Regions from separate parts of the Mus musculus genome. Here region 1 is linked to region 2. Evidence: chromatin contacts called from public HiChIP or PLAC-seq data. All regions are on one chromosome and are shown on one strand. Each heading gives the region's core, a stretch centred on a gene start, on an enhancer-like site or on the middle of the called end of the contact. The rest is flanking DNA. Distances are from core to core; before and after follow the strand shown. Region 1 holds the start of Slc50a1 (solute carrier family 50 (sugar transporter), member 1). Region 2 has its middle 10 kb from the start of Lmna.

What was found. HiChIP or PLAC-seq counts read pairs in DNA pulled down with a chosen protein or histone mark.
Region 1: a contact with region 2 is called in an HNF4G HiChIP or PLAC-seq map of pancreatic cancer cells. The contact joins the promoter of Slc50a1 here to the enhancer-like site in region 2. A contact is called at or near these places in 3 of 39 promoter capture datasets (cranial neural crest and liver) and 2 of 115 datasets of contacts at active chromatin or transcription factors (pancreatic cancer cells and trophoblast stem cells).

Annotation. Positions count from the first base shown.
Region 1 is chr3:89,269,014-89,272,025 of GRCm38.p6, forward strand. Slc50a1 (solute carrier family 50 (sugar transporter), member 1) reads right to left here and starts at 1,557. Exons shown (of 6, transcript NM_009057.3): 1 at 1,373-1,557; 2 at 1,049-1,126; 3 at 814-937; 4 at 37-198. The coding sequence starts at 1,452. Efna1 (ephrin A1) reads right to left here. Exons shown (of 5, transcript NM_010107.4): 5 at 2,717-3,012.
Region 2 is chr3:88,511,719-88,514,887 of GRCm38.p6, forward strand. No RefSeq gene overlaps it. Among named protein-coding and RNA genes, the nearest start is that of Lmna, 10 kb to the left of the region's middle. Within about 2 kb of position 1,458, at least 118 of the 459 cell types and tissues checked have an H3K27ac peak or open chromatin away from gene starts, as enhancers often do. A contact at or near this core is called in pancreatic cancer cells, where this site is marked.

The DNA of each region.
Region 1 (3,012 bases), core at 307-2,806, 760 kb after region 2:
CCGCATCTCCCCTACCTCTTGGCCACCCCTACTCACCAAATCAGCCAGTGGGGAGAGGTACATGCTGATGGTAAAGACGCTACAGAAGAGGCCTAGCTGCTGAAGCCGGGCCTCAAGGTCCGGCACCAGAAGCCAAAAGTAGCCATAACCCAGGAGAAGGACAGCCAGCAGGGTTGCCGTCTGCAGGAGCACACCATGCTGCAGGGGAGAGGCGTCTTACATGCATCTGTACCCAGAACACTCATCTCTCTGCTGGAATTGCCTCCTCCTGTCTTCTGCCATGCTCTAATGGGGAAATCAACTTTTATCCCGGCCTTCACGTCAGCCTCTCACCACTCAGTTATTTGAGAGAAATCTCAGCCACACAACACTGGAGATCCCCAGGGAAGGGGAGAGCCATTTTTAGATCCCTCCCCTTTTCATGTGAGCTTCACATACATGTACAATAAGAGACCAATAAATGTTAGTGTGACTGAGTGGGGAAGCAGAGCGAATGGCCATTCTTAGCCATTGGCCCTGGTCCTAACCCTAAAGGAACTATCAGACAGTATAGCCCTCTTCCCCCAGCCTGTTGGGGGAGCACAGGATATCTTGACACCACGGGGTTGGGTAAGCCACCAGCATTTCGAACAAGGGGAGGGTGGGTGGCTCTGTGTGCATTTTAAAGGGTTGACTTCATGGGCAGGAGAACCAGAAGGGCCTTCTAGGAAAGGGAATTAATGCCATCCCACTAATCTTCCAGGAAATAGAACTATATGCTCTGCCAACATGGCCAGGTGTGGGGTGGAGGTGAGTGCAAGGGAGGGCCTCTACCTTCTGAGGACTGTAGTGCAGATATGCCAGGATATAAAGAGTCTGAAGCACGGCCCCCACGCTATTGACGATGATAAGGGTCCCATCTCCCTTCAAGACTCCGTAACTCAGCCAGCTCAGGTTGCTGTGAGGGAAGGAGGATTAAGGTCCAAGGGGCTGCTGGGGTTGCAGCAGGTCTCCAGGGATCTCTTGCACCTCCCTCAGCCTTTCCCATCACAGCCAACAACACTCTCACTTGACATCCGTGGTGAGAAAAGGCAGGAACTGGATGTTGTCCACGCTCCGTGTCCTCTGCATATGCCTGAGGTCCGAGCTGGAAGGGATCCAAAGGAAATTGTTAGGAGTGGGTAAAAGATTTCTCGGTGTTTACCAATCATCCTGAACGACAAGCAGATCTCCCCCCTCAGGCCAAGAGGCAGCCTCGCCTTGGACCTCAAATCATCCAATCCTATTCCACTATTATTCTGGGTTCCAAAAGCAGCAAGATATTGCAGCCACGTCTCTTGCCCGCTTTCATTTCTTGACTTCCTGCCCCAGCCCAGTCCATCCACACTCTCACAGGCCAGTGGAGAACATGCCCAGGGTGAAGAGCACGCAGGCACTAGAAAGGAAAGAGTCTGCCACGCCGCCCGCCTCCATCCCACCGGAGCCGGTTCCCTAGCCCAGCGCGGAGTTCCAGTAGCTCAGACCCGGAGCTGCGGAAGGCGAAGCTCCGCCCTTCCCCGTGGAACCGCGCCGGAACCCGCCCTCGCCCGAACTTCACCGGAACTGGGGACCCAGCCAAACCAGCGCCGCGTGCTGGCCGGGTGGTTTGCTGTAATGTGCGGGCCTGGGTCCTGATCGTGCTGTTCAGATTGCGTTTAGTGGTTTTAGTAGTGCCCCTGCATTTGTCCCCGATCCGACCCCTCCTCACACTGCGCACCCCTTGCATCATCGAGACCACTAGCCTCAACTTCTGGGTTCTTGTATGCTTTTGTGTGCTGGACCACAAACCTCAAATTTAGTCTCACAGGTCTTCAACGCGCCCCCAATTCATATCAGAACCTTGGTTACCCAGCTTTGGGAGGGTTTTCCTGGAGGTTATTGAAACCTCTTTCCAGTCTGTCCCCCAAAAGCAGGAATTGCCATCCTCTTTCAGATGTCCTCTCTTACACGACCTGCCCTATCCAAGGACAAGCCTACCCCTGGCCCCCTGTTCCAACATACTTGCTGCTGGGAACTTTCCCTCCCAGCCTCCCAGGCGGCTCTGCTGGTGGGGCAGCGCACATGCTTCAGCTGGCATCCAGCTCCCTGACTCACCCAGACAGCATGAGTACCTGCATGGTGTGCCAAAGCCCAGCGCTCGAGGCTGGTGAAGTTGGACAGGAAGAACAAAGAGTGGGTGCGGAGAGGAATCTATAGCCCACTCTTGCAGGGAGTTGTGCAGAACCCTCAGGAGTAAACTCCTTTAGCCTGGTAAGACTGATCCTAGCCATTTATTTATTTTGTCTTTTATTTACTTTTTTTGTTTTGTTTTGGTGAGACAAAGTCTCACACTGTAGCCCAGGCTGGCATTGGAATTTTGGCAACATTGCTTCAACCTTCTGAGTGCTGGGGTCACAGGCAGGAGCCACCATGCCTGGCTACTTATGTTTTGTGCTCCTGAGGACTGAACTCAGGGCTGACACACGTTAGGTAACCCTCTACTTCTTGGGGTACATTTCCAGCCTTTTATTTTTGAGTTTGAGGCAAGGTCTGAGTTACTCATGCAGTCTCAAGTTTTTAACCTTCCCACCTCAGCCGCAAAAGGAGCTCTGCATTATACCTGCCCCCCCCCACACCCCCCCCCCATTGCTTCTGTTTAGCACAGAGCCTAACACACAATGGGGACACTGGTCACAAATCAACATGGTGGGGCAGAAAAGCATGTCCATAAAAAACCATCAATTTATTATGAATCCAAAAACACTGTATAAAAAAACCCTGCAGTCATAGAAATGAACAGATACAGCACATTTATATACAGACACTGTACATGTGGGCCCTGCCCGTTAAGCTAAACTCCACAGACTGTACACACGGGCACTGCCCTTACAGCTACACTCTAAAACCAGGCTGCTTCAGTCCTCCTGTTGGCACAGCTCCAGGGAATGTTGCCCCAGGGATGGGGAGGATGCAGTCAGGGCCGGGCTACAAACCTCTCTGGCAGCCCAGCAGGTG
Region 2 (3,169 bases), core at 208-2,707:
CGTTTGTTTGAGCAACAGTCACTCCTAGAAGCCAGCAAGCTTCAGCGTGGGAGGAGCCCAGGTGTCTTGCTGCAAATCCTTCCTTTCCTGACCTTCACTAGTGCAGTCGGCCAGATTGCCCTGTCCACCGTCCCTAAGCCAGCCCAATGCCTGCCCTGGAGGGATACCCACTGGCCATTTAAGTCTGGGAAGCTCAGAGTTCACAGGGTACCCTTAAGCACTTTGGCCTGAAGTGGCAGACAAAGAGAAAAAAGGAACTGCAGAAGTTCAGACCCTGACTGGAGAGGAGAGTCAGGTCATAGGTGAAAACAGGCCCCTCGCTAGATGTGACCCCCAGGCTCAGGGAGGTTTAGGGTGGCTTCTTTCCTGTGATTCCCTCAAGCCTACCTCAGAGGAGGTAAAATATGGCGCTGGCTTCCTAATGGGGGAATGCCTGGCTTATATGGGGCTCAGTGCCTCTTTTCTTTCCCAGGAGCTTACTGGAATGAAGGACATTTCGATGCAGGACACACACACCTCCTGTTGGAGGATAGAATCCCAAGACCCAGCAAGCACCAACACTGTCAAAGGATCCACAGTCAGAAGGAGGGAGAGAGAGAGAGAGAGAGAGAGAGAGAGAGAGAGAGAGAGAGAGAGAGAGATATGCAGGGGAAGAGAACCCTTTGACTTGGGCTAAGCCCTTACTCAGTCTCTGAGAGTGTCTGATGGGTCAGGAAGTAGAGGGTGAATCAGCGAGAGTTGAGCACAGGGAAGAGGGAAAGAATGGCCAGAGGAAGGAAAGAGAAGGCTGTGGGGAATTCTGCCGTGATGGAGGGCCTGGACCACATCTGCAGTGCAGGCCCAGACTTTGAAGTGGAGAGCTGGGTAGACAGAATTGAGGAGAGGGGCAACTACTCTGCCAGACTCCAGTACATCAGTCCCAGATCTTGGTGGGGCAAATATTTACCCGATGACAACAGTTGCTAGGCAGGCAGGAAGGAGGATGGAGGCCAATAGCTGGAGGCTCTTCCAGGCTCCGCCCCAACCCTCCTTTAAAAAAAAAAAAAAAAAAACAGGCTTGGAAGGTGAGCCTTAGACTTCGCTCTGGCCCTCACCTGAGTCCTGGAGGCTCAACTGGCCCTGTGCACCATATATCAACTGGCAACAGGCAGGAGAGCTAGCTGAACAAGGGGAAATTTTTAATTGCAGGCTTTCCCTGCGCTCCAGTTAGCTCTGGGGAACAGAAGCTGTGTAATGAGTGCCCCCTTCTCGAGGGGGGAGTGGGCTGCCAGGAGGCAGGGACTGAGTGAGGGAAGACACGCTGAGGGGAAGTCAGGATGATGTCTGGGCAGGAGGAGGGAGAGCGTGCCATTAGAGCCTTCTATGGGGTGGTGGGGGCGGGGGTCTGAGAAGTTCTGGCCCTGGGAAAGAGGGGAGAAAGAGGGGAGAAAGAGGGGAGGAAGGGTGTGTCCAATGGAGCCAGATGTAGTCCATGTGATGTGGCCTGTCGCTGGCATGGGTACAGCAGGGGCAGGATGTGCCATACAAGCTGGGAAGAATTAGTCAGATGCTGGGGGGGGGGGGCGGGCGGGCCGGGAGATGACTGACAGCTAATCTAGGAACCCCGAGGAAGCATCTAAGGACAGTCAGGCGGCTCAGGGTCTGCAGACCAGGCTGGACTAGGGGCAGGAGCCACCTTCCCGAACCTTCTTGAGAAAAGCACCATCTTCTCGCTCTCCTCAGGTGCCCCTCCCCATTTCCCCAGTTGAACTGGATGCTGAATAAATCCTCTTCCAGAGGCTGTGACACTAGGCTAGGCGCTAGCACGGGGTATGTTGAGAGCTATGGGGCCCAGGACCCAAAGGATCTGCTGCAGACTCTCTTCTCTGCATACTTCCTCAATGTGAGGCCCCTGTTCTGCAAAGCTTCTTGAAGCCACAGCCTGATCTCACCCTCCTCCGTACCTGGCCCTCTGCAGACAGGGCAGGAAGGGTTGGCAAGAAGATCTCGGGGGAAGGAAACTCCTGAGGCTAAGACATGGTTGTCTTTAAGGTTTGGAGATTTGGACAGAGTAACCCCAGGGGCAAAGTCCCCAACTCTACTTTCGATCCCCATGTGTCTACCCAGAAGCAGAGACAATATGGGTAATCTGCTGAGGAGAGACAAAAACTAGACCACAGGAGGGACTTTCCAGAAGTCCCTTTGCACAAGTCTACAAAGGGAGGGAAAAGAGAGGATCCCAGACACCAAAGCAGAACTTAGAAGTAGGTACAGACGAGTAGTTAGAATTAAGCCTGTGGAAATCCAGCATGGGTGGGGCTTGGTGGAGCGCTATGCTAAACCCAGCACCCAGAGACCGGCAGATCGCTGTAGCTCAGGGTCATGCAGCTTCAGGCCTTAAGCTCTGAGCCAGCTAAAGCTAGAGTCAGATCCTGGAGAGAGAAAGAGAAAGGGATGTGGAGAGAAGAGGAGGAGGAGGAGGAAGAGGCCGCTGAGGCAGCAACATGGCTGAAAGGCAAATCCAAGTTGGCAACCAAAAGGCCGTTGTTCTCCAAACTCCCATTGGAAAATTTGAAAAATACCCATAAAGATGTGACTCACTAACCCCTCCCCAGGGGTCCCCTTTCCTGGTTTCTATGATTTCTCTCCCAAGAGTTAAATTCACGGTTCATTTTCACAGGAACCAAAGTCTGAAGAGGGAGGGCACAGGGTTGCCTGTAGGCGTCTGAGAGGCGCCTGAAGAGGGGCTGAAGTGGAGGTGTGTCCTAGGCTGGCAGGCCAGGGTGTGGCAACGGGCCACCATGGGAGGCCTTGGGATTGCCAGGGAGTGAGTGGAACTATGGACTGGAGGGTGGACAGAGTTGAATGCCTCAGCCATACATAAGACAACTGGCTAAGCAAGCGGCCAACATGGCAAGCCCAGCACAGGACAAGCAGGAAGTCTGCACTCTTCAGTCTCCAGATAGGGTAGGGCTGGGCTGAAGCTTGGTGTCCTAATAGGTCAACAGTATATCCACAGCACCCTGCTGCCCTGTGTCTCCAGCCCAGGAGGGTCTCTCTTGCTCCTCAGAACCCACTCCCAACAGGTTGGGAGCAGAGAGTATCCCCAGACTTGCTCACCCCCAGAGAGGCTAAGGAAACGGGAGGCTTGGCCACTGCCCAGAACCCAGTGCCCTTCCCCTCTTTGAAA